2 separate regions of the Mus musculus genome follow, and region 1 is linked to region 2. The links are chromatin contacts, called in public HiChIP or PLAC-seq maps. All regions are on one chromosome and are shown on one strand. Each heading gives the region's core, a stretch centred on a gene start, on an enhancer-like site or on the middle of the called end of the contact. The rest is flanking DNA. Distances are from core to core; before and after follow the strand shown. Region 1 overlaps Jmjd1c (jumonji domain containing 1C). Region 2 overlaps Reep3 (receptor accessory protein 3).

Region 1 (6,957 bases), core at 4,091-6,590, 190 kb before region 2:
ATCCTTTTTCACCCAGGACAACGCTGTTTTCTCAGACGTTACTAACTGACAGAACTTATCACCTATTATGTCCAAGATATACTTAGAGGTTTCAACATCTACTTCATCATCTTCATAATTTTCATGGGTCCATAAACTCATGGCTTCATCATCGTATTGATCAGGAGAAGAGAAACCATCTATTCTGACTACTCCATTCTTACTAAAGGACAATCTGAAACATTAAAAACATAAAATGTTAGGAACTAAGATGAGAATTAATTTTTATGTCCCACATTGTAAACATGTTGTAATTATAAACCATAAAAGAGGATAGTTTCTCAAACATGCTCAAGTTATTAATCAATTTCAATGTCTCAGGCATTATATAGTGACAGTGATAAGCAGCACTGGTTTTAGGTTATTTCAAGAACCAAGGGTTGGGGATCTAAAGCTCACAGGTACAACAATTAGCCAGCATGCACAGGCCTCTGCTTCCAATCACCCACTCTCAGTAACAGCAACCAGCAGCTGATTCCTGGGAACACTGCATGTGTAAGTGAGGGAGACAGAGTCTGGCCAGTGCTATCAGAGTAGTATTGGGATTCTTGCTTCCCCCACCCACCAAAAGCTACATACTGTAACCCAGGTTAGCTTTGAACTACCAACAATTCTGAGTAATTGTCCTGAGTTCTGGAATGAGAAGCATATCACACCAGGCTTACAAGTTATTTTATGACTAGTCTTTCTAATCTAAAATTGATCAATTAAAAATGTCTTTAATCGCCAGGCAGTGGTGGTGCACACGGGAGGCAGAGGCAGGCAGATTTCTGAGTTCGAGGCCAGCCTGGTCTACAGAGAGTTCCAGGACAGCCACGACTCCACAGAGAAACCCTGTCTCGAAAAAAAAACCAAAAAAAAAAAAAAAAAAAGTCTTTAATCACCTCAGGATTTCTAGTTTCCTACTTTTTATTTTAATGAGGTGTTTGGCTTTGGAGACAGGGTCTCATAGCCTAGGCTAGCTTCAAACTTACTACACAGCAATCTCGAGACATGACAATAACCTTGAACTTCTAATTCCCCTGGTTCTGCTTCTCTTTGAAAGCTCCCTCTGAGAAGCAACAATTACAGTCCCCTTCACCCAGTATGGTTGTCTTCATCAGAACATTTCTTTTCCTCAAACCTGAGGTTTCTTCATGCTCCCTTGATTCCTTTGGAATTTAGTTCTCACAATGCATGAGCACCACTTCTATAACCCTCAACTCCTTCCCAAGGCGGCCTGCCTTGCCTCTGGTGTACTGCTGGCCATAGGCTCTGAAGTAAAAAACAATGTATGGCTTTTGGGTTTTGTTTTGCTTTGTTTTGTTTTTTTGAGATAAGGTCCCTCTCTACATAGCCCAGGCTGGGCTCAAACTCAGATCTGCCTCCGCTGACATGTGTGTTGTACTACTGCAAGGGCGTGCACACTATCTCCCTCGTCTTGTGATCCTTCATTAAGTACCCACACGTTTTCAAATGAAACAGCTCAGCTATCATCCTATAAAAGGTCATAAACTTCACAGAGGCACGGAAGAGCACAGATGGGACTCAGCAGCAATCCTGGGGTGGGGCTGGAATGTGAGGCTCAGAACTAGCTTTACTGGTGGTGTTACCTGCCCTTTTAGGAAGCTTTTACATGTAAAGCACGTGACAATATTTATGTTAAAGAGAATAGGATCTAGATGAATTTTGTATTTTACTATAAGCCTTGTGAACTATGATATGATATATTAGTTATAATGTTTAAATATGACCATTCCTATGTTTTATAGCCAAAGCTGTTTATCTGGATTCATAGACAACATTTTTTACTTAAGTAAATGTAAAACTGTTTTGGCAAAAGTATATGCATTTTTAAGAAAATTTAAAACTAAGGTGGATATTTTCTTACAATTTTTAGGAAGAAATGCTAAAACTCTGATGGAGGAAGAATGAATCTGTTCAAAGAAAGATTGGGAAACATGAGTAATTGAGGCATACTGTGCAAGGCTGAGCTGCCAGCCACTGTCACAGCCCATCATGAGTTAGTATTGTTTAGACTATGTCAGAACAAAGAACACAGGAAAGGAGCTCCTCAGAGTCTGCAGAGACACTGCCACTTCTTGTACTTCGACTTACCTCCTAAAGTAGTAAAATCTACAAAACACCGGTGAGTGAGTTGATTCTTCCCCCTTCTTACTCCGGATAAGTCTGCACTCTCGGCACTTCTGTAAGTTGGGACCTATCTCACAGCAGGAGTCATCCTGCAGAAATGATTCTCCAGTTTGCTTCAGCTTCTTGACCTTCCGCCAGTCTTTCAGCACGGAACGAGGAACGCCAGCTGTAAAATGAGAAGGAACTTATCAACAGGGTTCTGTTTTACAGAAAGGGTTAGTCTTTGGGACTGAAATGCTTGCTGATAAGACCAAACTCCAAATAAATGATGGACAACTGCTAAGTCTCTCTAACATCCTCTGTTTACCTGCCCATCCACTCTAATCAGACAGGAAAGGAGAGCAGTAATCCTTCAGTGAAATGAAATGTTTACACTGCATCTTTATAAGAGTGTAATACCAAACATAAGAATCATTCACATTATGTACACATTTAGCCGAAAATAAGCCTGTTGCTAGGTATGGAGGCGTGTGCCTTTAATTCCAGCTCTCGGTAGCTCTTGGGCAACTGAAGTAGAAGAATGAGCACATGTTTAAGGCCAGCCTGGGATATCTAGTGAAAACGTCTCAAAACCCACTACCACCACCAAAAACAATCATCATCTTCCTCTTATGACAAGAACCTAGTAGACAACATCGATATATTGATGGGAACTGTATCTTTTACAAAATTAAAAGGGTTGTGAAGAAAGGGAGGGAGGGAGGGTCTACAATATTAATTGGGGCATTTTGTTGAAGGAAGTGATAGAAAAGCAAACTCAAAGCAATCAACTGCTCCTCATTATAAATGTCCGGAAAGCCCAAGTGTTCTGAGGGCGATCTTTAATCTTTGCAAACACACAAGAGATACTTTGTCCAGTGTGTAAGGAAATACAATCTCTCAAATGGACTATGCTCTAAGATTTGTAGGCAAAAAGATAAATTCATTCTCCATATTCAGTCCCACTGTTTCATAACTGGTCCTTAGCATGAACCAACAAGGGAAACAACATTAGTAAAGTCATCTGTGTACCAGGAGCAACCTGTAGGCCAGGAGAGTCAACAAAGCATACAGATAACTGCACTTCCACCTAAATACCTAAAAGGTATTCGTTTAAGAACGAGCTCCGCAGCCAGCAGATGTACTTCCTTACCCTGTGTCTTTTACCATCCTCTCAATCACAGAGATTTGATGTACAGCCCACTATTTGTAACTCAAGAATAAATATTTGCTGTCCTTCCTTTCAAATCCTTTCCAATTGTATCAAAGACACACAGGTTCTGAAACCAAATATATCTTACCAAAGCTGAGAACAGAATTCCTATCCAGATTTCCCACTAATACCTAGTTATTGATAGTGTGAGTAGTATAATCACACATACACACACAGACGTGCACACACACCACTCTCCAATAGGTAGTATTGTTTAGGGCTAGATTAAAATATAAAATATATTATAGACTAAAATATATTTAGGATTGCTGCCTGCTTCTTTATTCTTTACAATTGTTCCCTCCTTTTTAGTCTTTATCATGGGCTAGAGACCACCCAGTAATCACATATGCTCAGGCACACAGCACATGCCAGTTATGGCATAACGACTGGTATAAAGATGTTTCTAGGGTTGCAGAGATGGCTTTCTAGTCAATACCACTGGCTGCTCTTCCAGAAGACCAAGGTTCAATCCCCAATGCCTATAACTTCAATTCCAGCCCCTGGAGATCTAATGCTATTTTCTGGCCTCCACGGCACCAGACATACACATAATGCACACTTAATTCAAGCAGGAAAACACCCATGCACATAAACTAATGAAAAGGCGCTTCTTTTCCAATGCATACAAGAGATCTTTCCTCTGGACTTTATTAAAGGGTGTTAGAATGAACAACACATATCACACCACTGATGAGACATTATTTCGCACACTTTCTTCAATCATTTACTTCTAAATTGATTACACTAGAGAAAACTAAATGCAATCCTGTTTCTATTTCTTTTAAACTGGGAATTAACTTTGACCAATATACTTTTAATTCTATATGATGGGAGCAGTTTAGAATGTGAAACTTCATAACACGGATTGTAATAACTTAAAAAGTACTATGAATTTTTCAAAATGATATACGTGAAACCAATTCTTAATTATGTGATAACAAAATAGGCACTTCTGAAGGGTTTTTTTTTTTTTTTTAAAGAAGTGAATGAATTACAAAGGTAACTTATTGAAGGGCTTTTGATACTATTAATTCTTCTATACTAGGCCATACTTGATATTAGTAAATTTCTTCTAGTAATTTAATAATACTATCTGCTTTAAATAAGGCATCATCCTTTAATTCAAACTGTCTAATTTATTGGCAATGTATCTAAAATGTATAGGTCTGTGAATAAAACCCTACTAACATACATTACCTAACACCGCTCCTTTTATACAGTGAGAGCCTTGAAGACCTAGATCTTGGTTAACAAATTCAAAAACAGCTGCCCTAGTGAAGAGAACTCGGGAGCAAGACATTAAAGTCACATAAATACATGCGAACCCTTGATTTCTCAATGTCAACACCATAAATGCACTTTGGGATACAGAAATTAATTATAGAGTGTAGGGGACTCACTAGTGTATACATCAACAAGTATATTGTAAACATTCTAAAATTCGGTCACAATTTCAGCTCATAAAGTAAATTTAAGCAAAAATGATTTAGGAAATCTCCCTAAACTCCCAGCTTTGTTACATGGTTAGGGTGAGACGGACCACATCACACTGCTCCTCAGTACTGTGCTTACAGCTAAACAGGAACTACTTCTCGAATGAGATCAGGTCTCAGCTAAATACTTTAGTATCAGAAGTACAGTTCTTTTCTGGTGTAATAATCAAAGCTGTATTTTGACATTTCTAGGAAAAGATCAATTTCTAAACTTCACACTGTACTGTCTTTCCTACAACAAATGTCAGGTGAAAACATCTCTCAAGATCGGGGATCTAATCTTTTCCTCTTGTGGGGAGACAGGAAAGGCAGAAAGGAAATTCACAACTACATCCCATGGAGCCACATCCTTACTGCGAGGACCCGTGGCCCATTTTATTTGCGATAAATCAATGTATTTACTCACCGCTATTACTGTTCTGCAACTTCAGTTTACTTTTGTCCTTGGCGCTCCTGCTGAGAACTCCATTAGGCTTCGAGTCCTCTTCGACCTCGCCTTTCCTCTTCTGCAGGTCGTTCTGCTTCTTTTTATAAGTTGGCTTCGGCTGCCGTTTAGTCCTCTGCTCCGACTTGCTTTCGCTCTCATCTGAGTCTCCACTTTCAGAGCCAGATTCGTAAGTTCTTTTGGCTTTTCTCCTGCTGACTTTCTCATCTCTTCCATATTTATCTACAGCGACTCTGCCATCTGCACGATTTTCTATATCATTAGATGTAGAGGCTATTAAGTTGACAGAACATGGCTTAATAATTTCGGATACAGAATTCCCTGAATTTTCCATTTTATTAGTATTTTTATCTTCTTCTGAATGTCTGGTGAGCCAGGCCTTCTTCAGTTTAGTGTGGTAGTTGGGCTGACTGGACTGGGCTGCTGGCCCATTTCCTACAGAGATTGCTTTGTTACTTGCAGTGCAGGTCATGGTGCTATCCAGGGGAAGAGAGGCTGCCACTGTCTGATTTCTCACAGTATTAAGTTCAGCCTCACTGACACTACTATTTTTAAACTGAGCTGCAGCCAACGCTGCCTTGTGCTTTTTTAAATGAATAAAATCAGTTGTGCCTGAGAAGCCAGAGCCGGGCTGAACAGCACTTCCTGTCTTACTACAGGCCAGAGTGCCTGGAACCGCGGTGCTGACTGTGCAGTCCTTTGCTTGCGCCACTGCCTGACTAACAACACTTTTTGAAGAAGTACATTCGAAGGGTGTAGAGGCCGAAATGGTATTTGATAAAGAATAACTTGTTTCTGCACTACTCAAGCTGGAGACACTGGTGGTAGTGGCAGCAGATGTGAACACATCTGCTTTGGTAGTAGAGACTACATTTACAGCAGACATGACTGAAACAGGAACGTTGCCCTGGGAGACAGCTTCAAAGTTTTTTTCAGATTTCACATGAGCACTTTCTAAATTCACATTTGGTAGAATAATTCTTCCAGTCTCTCCGGCTTCTGGTTTGAGGTAATCTGTTTTATTTGCCCCAGATGAAGATCTTTCACAAACTCGATCTTTGGAAGCTAATGGTACAGATGGCACACTATCAACTTTTGTACTAGAAGGTGGACGAACAATGACAGATGCCACAGCAGCCTGGGACTTTCCACTACTCTTTTCCACGGGCCACTCAGCTTTCTCTCTGTTGAGGTTGTTATTAGATCTCCACATTTCCGTTAGACTCTGATCAGAAGAATTCTTAAAATTTGACTGAGAGTCTTTTGGCTCAGGAATTAGAGTTGGAGGCTTCTGAGATTCTTGAACTTTGCCACCAGCATTTACTGGCATCACCGGTGTCAGTGTTGGAGGGGAAAGGCTACTGTAGCTGCTTTCCTTTCTTTCCAAACTGTGGTGGATTGGTGGATGGAATACTGGTGCCCTGTGCAGAGCAGGCATGCTGCGGAGTGCATTAGTAGAAGAAACAGTCAGATGGGTAGGGCTCCGACAATCACTTCTGAACGTTGTTACTGAGTGAGATGCACTCTGATGGGGAAGATGGTCTGGTATCTTGCCCACTAAACTTTCACTTTCTGGTTGGTGTTTAATCAAAGGTGGAGGCTTCGAAAGAGATGATATAAAAGAATGAGTTTGAGGATTGGCTGTTGCAGAA
Region 2 (6,815 bases), core at 3,020-5,519:
TCCGTAATATAGGTGTCAAAGGCATTATTGCTATTTTATCTGTATAGCAGTCCCAAGTCCAGCGGCTGCTGTGGGGTTGTGTGTTTGCTCATATTGTTGAACAGGGAACCAAGTAACCAACCAAACAAACAAATAAAAAAACCTGAACCTACTTGAAAATGTATCTGCTAGTATTGAAAAATAGGTATTCATCTAAGTGATTGAGTTTAAGAATAACTAATGTGACATCTGCCTATGAAAGTGTGTAGTGCCAAGCCACAGCTGAGGGCGAGGGACTAGCTAGGGTGCCCTCAGTCAGCAGGCAGGAAATCAAATCTTCCAAACTGCTGCTGTATCTTGGATTCTCACACTGCATGACTGATTTTATGGATTTCCCAGTAATGGAAGTAACCATCTTTGATCTTTGATCCGTGAAAAATTTCTGTCTGTAGAAAAATAAAGAATATAAATATTTATTTATTTATTTACTTACTTACTTACTTACTTACTTATTTGAGGCAAGGTCTCACTGTGGCGCTCGCTATGTAAACCAGGTTGTCCTCAAACCCAGATCCACCTGCCTCCACCTCCCAGGTACGAGGATTAAAGATGTACATCATCACACCTAAAATAATGCAAATATTTAAAGACCAATGAGCATTACATGTCATCGTGTCTTGGACCATTTTATATATGTACGCATTAAATAGTTCTCTGGCTTCTTAGTTACGTTGTATCAGGCCTCAGAGATTTGCTCTTGACTCTGTATATTTGGTGTCATCAGGCCACAAACTCATGCATAAAACCCGTTAAAAACTGAACCACCGTCCTCTGTACTAGGCCCCAATATAAATCCAGAGATGTGTGTATTTATATAAAACGATTCAGAGCAAATAATTTCTTTCATCCAGGCTACTATCCAATTCACTGTGTAGCACAGGCTAGCCTTACACTCAGAGGGAATCCTCCTGCCTGAGCATCCCAAATGCTGGCGTTCGGGTGGGAGGGCCTGCAGTCATCCTGGCCAATTCTTTCATGGGTGCCTTTCTGACTTCCAGGTTCGCTGGATGATGTATTGGATCGTCTTTGCCCTCTACACTGTCATTGAAACGGTGGCCGATCAGACACTTGCATGGTAAGTTCAGCTCCAAGGGACACGGGTGCTTTCAGGTGTCCCAAGTTCTTATCCCATCCTTGTCCCACCCCCAAGCCCCTGTGAAAAATAGATCAAGCAACTTAATTTCCCAGCATCTTTTCTTCCTCGGTTTTCCCCGTGACAACAGCGCTTTCTGTGGAGTTCATCCTCTCGAAGGCAGCTCACTGTGCTAATCCCTGCCCACCTCCCACTCCCACCAGAGTCTTAAAATAGAGAACCTGGCTGTCGTCATCCGCTTTCCACACTCATGAGTTCAGACTGTTTTTCTCGAGGGCTTCCGAAATGACTCTTCTTCCAATCCGCAGCATCTGGTCGTAGCCCTCCCTCCCGGCCCAGCCCTAGAGCTCTGAGGCACGAACATTGAGACGTCATGTCAGCAGCCACGGGGACTCCCACCCACTCGGCAGCAGCGCCCTGGCGGCTCTACCCAAGCAACAGGAGGCATAATTACAACATGTTCCTTCCCTCATTGAGTTCACAGTTTATACAGGACCCAGACTTAAGGACTCGAGTCTCCTCACGTGCTGTTTCCGAGTACCTTTGTGTTCAGCCATGCCAGTGGAGAAGTCTCTGTAGCTGGCTTTGACTACTTTGTGGGTTCTTCTTTCTTCCACCCTTCTCCACCCTTTCAGCCCCCTACCCTAACACTAGATAGGAGAGAAAGGGGGTAGAGGGGAAAGGGGGCCATGTTAGACTACTCCCTGATGATGAGAAGTGTTGACTTCCTTGGGGCAAGTTTGATCTTTGTCATCCCAATATCTAATTTCTTCTTTCTTCTTCTTTCACACGACTACTTAACAAACTGAGACCAACAGCAACCAACCGACAACCCCCACTCACTCCTCTCTGGGCCCTAGCATTTATATACCCTCTGAAAAGTCCCCAGAATTCCAAACGTCGCACAATCCCAGAAACTATCTGCAGCTGGCAAAACCTGCCCCTGCTAGAGTTCTGGGCAAGTCATAGTCCGCTGCTGTAGACAGTCTGAAGTAACCCCAGATCTCACACCTGGGATTAAAATAAACATATTTTCTTATAAGTTCTCACTACAAGTCTTCTTATTAAAAACAAAACTTTGCCTGTGTTTCCACTTACCATGCATCGTAGACTGGAACTGAAATTAACCAAGCTATCTTTTCTTTACCTGGGCTACTAATGCAAATGGATGCAGAGAGAGAAAGAGAGAGAGAGATACAGAGATAGATACAGAGATTGATACATGGCTTGATAGATGATACATAGATAGATGATAGATAGACTGATTGATAGAGATAGATGATACATAGATGATAGATGGATGGATGGATAGATAGATAGATAGATAGATAATCAGACTGCAGTACCTATGAGTGACCACTTGAACTCTGTGGTCCCTTTCTATTCCTTCCTGTATCTGCTTCACATCATTTCTGGTCTCATTCTCTTAGAACATTCCATCATGTTGTCACATAGAGGAAAAATATACACCATCAGACTTCAATAGTCTTTTTTTTTTTTTTTTTTTTCCTGAGACAAAGTCTCCTGGAATTGCTGGGGGCAGCCTCGAAATCACAGAGCTCTGCCTGCATCTGACTCCTGAGTGCTGAGATTAAATGCAGGGCTTGTCACACCTGGCCAGACTTAAACGTTCTTAACCTGTCCTCATTTATGAGTTAGTGCTTGGCAATCTCTTCGTCTCTCCTTCCGTAACCCCCCTCCCGCTTCCCCCTCTCTCTCTCTCTCCCTGCCTCCCTCCCAGCTTTCCTCGTCTGTCTCCCTCTCTTCCTTGACCCTATCTTCTTCCTCTCCCTGCCTCCTCCTCTCTCTCCTCACCCAGGACTCCCTACATGCTTAGTATATACTCAGAGCCAGACTTCACCCTCCTCCATTTTTCTTTTCTCATTTGAAATGTTCTCCTTAACGCTGAAGAAATGGTTCCATTCACTGTGATTTGAATTCTAGGGGACCGACCTACAGGCAGGCACGAGTGTCACATGTGTGCGTGTGTGCACACACACACACAACATACACGTTTCCCTCCCTCCATCCCTATTCCTTTCTTTGTTGATTTTGGAGTAGATGGAGGGGGATTTTCTCTTGGTTTTGAAGGACAGACGAAAGATTCTCAACCATTTCAGGGATTAAAGCCCACCCTCCCTCCCTCCCTCCCTTCCTTCCTTCCTTCCCCTCTTTATTTATTCATCTATTTTGAGACATGATTTCATATGGCCAAGTCTGACCTTGAACTCCTGATCTTGCTGCCCCTACCTTCTAAGTGCTAAGATTACAGACATGTGCCACTATGCGTGTTAGTTTGTTAGCACATTGCTAGGTATCAGATTTTCAAATGTCAGTAGGCAAACCCTTTACCAACTGAGCTGTATCCCCACCCAGCCCAGACAGTCCTTTTTTTTTTTAAGACTTCTTTTTTTTTTTTTCTAATTTCAAATATAGCTTATGTTCATTATTGGAAAATATAGAAAGTGTTGGATGTTAAAAGCTGGTCTGGGCAGACAGTTTATTCTGGCCAGATGCCTTCCAAGCATGTCTTACAACCAGAGTTCCATCTGGATGGAGAGGGCCGACTCCTGAAAGTTGTCCTCTGATCTCCGCACATGTGCCATGGGGGCTCACACCCTGCCATATGTCGTACACACCTGCATGCTCACACGCAGTGGTTGGGGCTTATTCTGTGTTTTTCAATAGTGAGAGTCCATGCCCTCCATTAAGGTGCACTGAGGCAGAGAATCTTTGCTGACTGTGCGCTTATTGCTCCTCACTGATCCTGGCCGTCTGCCTTACCACAAGAACTCAGACTTGGGGCTCTTTGTATCCTGGTGCCCCGTGGTTCTCTCACCCTGTGTGACTTAGCTCTCAGTGTGGCAGCAGGCAGCCCTGTGAAGCACAGTAGGTTAGAACAGCAGACGCCGATGTCTTCCTAAGCGTCCCCAAGGCAGGTATTTGATTGCAGCAGTGTTGGCCTCGGCTCCATTAAGCTTCAGAACCAAGGCAGAAGAAAGGATTTCCATGGTAGAAGCTTAAAGCAAGAGGTTGGGGGGATCGGAAGAATCAGAGAGCAGTTAAGACTTACGTTGTCTCTGCCACATTCACTAGTGTTAGCCAGTCAGTTTGCATGATTCAGGGTTGGGGAAGTAACTCCACACACAGACAGGAAAGGCACTTAATTGGCTGCCAGTCTCCCTTAGTGGTACTTCCCACACTGTCCTTCTGCAGCTGAAACTTGGAGAGAAAATTATCAGGGAGTTCTGAGAAAGCTGAGGGACAGATGGAGTTGTCCCCTGGGGTCGGTGGGTCTGTCACGTACTTCTGTGGCTGTCCAGAGCTGCAGTGTCTAGATAGCAGTTTGTCCTTTCTGAGCCACCGGAGTCAGTATAGGTGCTGTCCCACTGGAAACAGACACTTTGCCATTTCCTTGTTACTTGTTATTTTGTCTCTTAGCAAGCCTTGCTTCTTGGTTTGGTTTCTTCTTGCTAGGTTTCCCCTGTACTATGAGCTGAAGATTGCCTTCGTCATTTGGCTGCTGTCGCCCTACACTAGAGGGGCGAGTTTAATCTATAGAAAGTTCCTTCATCCCCTGCTGTCATCAAAGGAAAGGGTAAGTGAGATGTACGGGTTACTTCCCCACTGTCTTTAAGTAGTGTGTGTCAGCATGCGTAACATCCAGAGGCTTCTTAACGTTATTCTAAATAAAACTAACAGGGGGAAGTGGTGCACACCTCCGGAGGCAGAGGCAGGTAGATCTCTGAGTTGGAGGATAGCCTGGTCTACATATCCAATACCAAGCTAGCCAGGACTACATAGTAAGACCCTGTCTCATAAAACCTGAATAAACTAACATCTATTGGTGTGTTGTTGTTATTCTTAGCCAGTTTTTGTTTTTAAGACAAGATCTTGCCGGGGCCTAGCAAACACAGAAGTGGATGCTCACAGTCAGCTATTGGATGGATCACAGGGCCCCCAATGGAGGAGCTAGAGAAAGTACCCAAGGAGCTAAAGGGATCTGCAACCCTATAGGTGGAACAACAATATGAACTAACCAGTACCCCGGAGCTCTTGACTCTAGCTGCATATGTATCAAAAGATGGCCTAGTCGGCCATCACTGGAAAGAGAGGCCCAATGGACTTGCAAACTTTATATGCCCCAGTACAGGGGAATGCCAGGGCCAAAAAGTGGGAGTGGGTGGGTAGGGGAGTGGAGGGAGGGTATGGGGGACTTTTGGGATAGCATTGGAAATGTAAATGAGGAAAATACCTAATAAAATTAAAAAAAAAAAAAAAAGACAAGATCTTGCAGGGCATTGATGGCATAAGCCTTTAATCCCAACACTTGGGAGGCAGAGGCAGGCAGATTTCTGAGTTCGAGGTCAGCCTGGTCTACAGAGTGAGTTCCAGGACAGCCCAGGGCTACACGGAGAAACCCTGTCTTAAAAAAAAAAAAAAAAAAAAAAAAAAAAAAAAGACAAGATCTCACTGTATAGTCCTGGCTAGTCTAGAACATCCTATGTAGATCAGGCTGGCCTCCAATTTACACAAAGATCACAAAGATCTGACCATCCACAGTGCTGGGCTTATGGCTTGCACTACCACACCCAGCTTAATTTATTTATTTTTCCCCCCTCAGGGCCTCCTGTAGCCCAAGCTGGCTTTGAACTTACTAAGTAGCTAAAGATAACCTTGAACTTCTGCTCTAACTGACCATACCTCCCTATAGGGATCTCAGGGGTGTGCTACCACACCTAGTTTTACTGTTAATTTTTCTGCCCCCAGGAAATTGATGATTATATTGTCCAAGCCAAAGAAAGAGGCTATGAGACAATGGTGAATTTTGGACGGCAAGGTTTGAATTTAGCAGCTGCAGCCGCCGTCACTGCAGCAGTGAAGGTAAGTTTGCCTTTGTCTGTTTAGCCAGGGTCTCCTTGTCAGCAGATGCAGAGAGGCAGCTAGTTTTATTTTAGATCATTATAAAGCTATGACAGAATTTCGTTTCATATTTATTCTAACAATGAAATAAACAAGTAGGTGATTTTAATGATATTTTAACACTTCATTTTCTGTCCTACTTGGGAATCCAAACCTCTTAGTGATTATGACATTAGAAGTAGCTAATAAAACATACCTGCAGGCTGGGTGTGTTGGCGCATGCCTTTAATCCCAGCACTTGGGAGGCAGAGGCAGGCGGATTTCTGAGTTCGAGGCCAGCCTGGTCTACAAAGTGAGTTCCAGGACAGCCAGAGCTATACTTTTAACCTTGCATAGTTTTGATGAGTCACCTTAAGTATCTCTGTATCTTTGATGTTTCTCTCTCTCTCTCTCCCTCTCTTCCTCCCTCTCTCTCTCTCCCTCTCTCTCTTGCACTGCCTTGCTAGGATTTCTTGCTTGCTTTTACACCTCTACTTCCACCAATTTGAGGTAACTGTTGATTCAGAAGAAAGCATGTGAAAAGTGTGTTCTCAGAACTGGGTGTTTACTCAGCAAGCCTCTAACGCCATAGCTCTTCTTTCGAGCCGAGTAACCGATGGAGTGCCTTCTCTGGAAACTCACATTCTGGCTTTCAGATTCCTTTGCATGGAGTAATTGGTGTGGCTCATTTTCAGTAGCACAGCATAACTGATTTTAGTGTGTGGTGTGTGGGGAAAAAGAAAAAAGAGCGGACTTCACAGTGCTGGCTGTGACCTTTGAT

What was found. HiChIP or PLAC-seq counts read pairs in DNA pulled down with a chosen protein or histone mark.
Region 1: a contact with region 2 is called in an H3K27ac HiChIP or PLAC-seq map of microglia, with 4 times the contacts expected there. The contact joins two enhancer-like sites. A contact is called at or near these places in 5 of 39 promoter capture datasets (the 3T3-L1 cell line, hippocampal neurons, liver and 2 more), 3 of 484 Hi-C or Micro-C datasets (erythroblasts, liver and microglia), 2 of 115 datasets of contacts at active chromatin or transcription factors (embryonic stem cells and microglia) and 3 of 9 other capture datasets (adipose tissue, liver and pancreatic islet).

Annotation. Positions count from the first base shown.
Region 1 is chr10:67,225,229-67,232,185 of GRCm38.p6, reverse strand. It overlaps Jmjd1c (jumonji domain containing 1C), which reads right to left. Exons shown (of 26, transcript NM_207221.3): 10 at 5,270-6,957; 11 at 2,137-2,338; 12 at 1-214. Among named protein-coding and RNA genes, the nearest start is that of Nrbf2, 57 kb to the left of the region's middle. Within about 2 kb of position 5,340, at least 105 of the 459 cell types and tissues checked have an H3K27ac peak or open chromatin away from gene starts, as enhancers often do. A contact at or near this core is called in microglia, where this site is marked.
Region 2 is chr10:67,033,800-67,040,614 of GRCm38.p6, reverse strand. Reep3 (receptor accessory protein 3) reads left to right here. Exons shown (of 8, transcript NM_178606.5): 3 at 1,038-1,114; 4 at 4,610-4,730; 5 at 5,903-6,016. It overlaps Gm31763 (predicted gene, 31763), which reads right to left. Exons shown (of 7, transcript NR_110511.1): 4 at 3,972-4,151; 5 at 485-604. Among named protein-coding and RNA genes, the nearest start is that of Gm31763, 32 kb to the right of the region's middle. Within about 2 kb of position 4,269, at least 19 of the 459 cell types and tissues checked have an H3K27ac peak or open chromatin away from gene starts, as enhancers often do. A contact at or near this core is called in microglia, where this site is marked.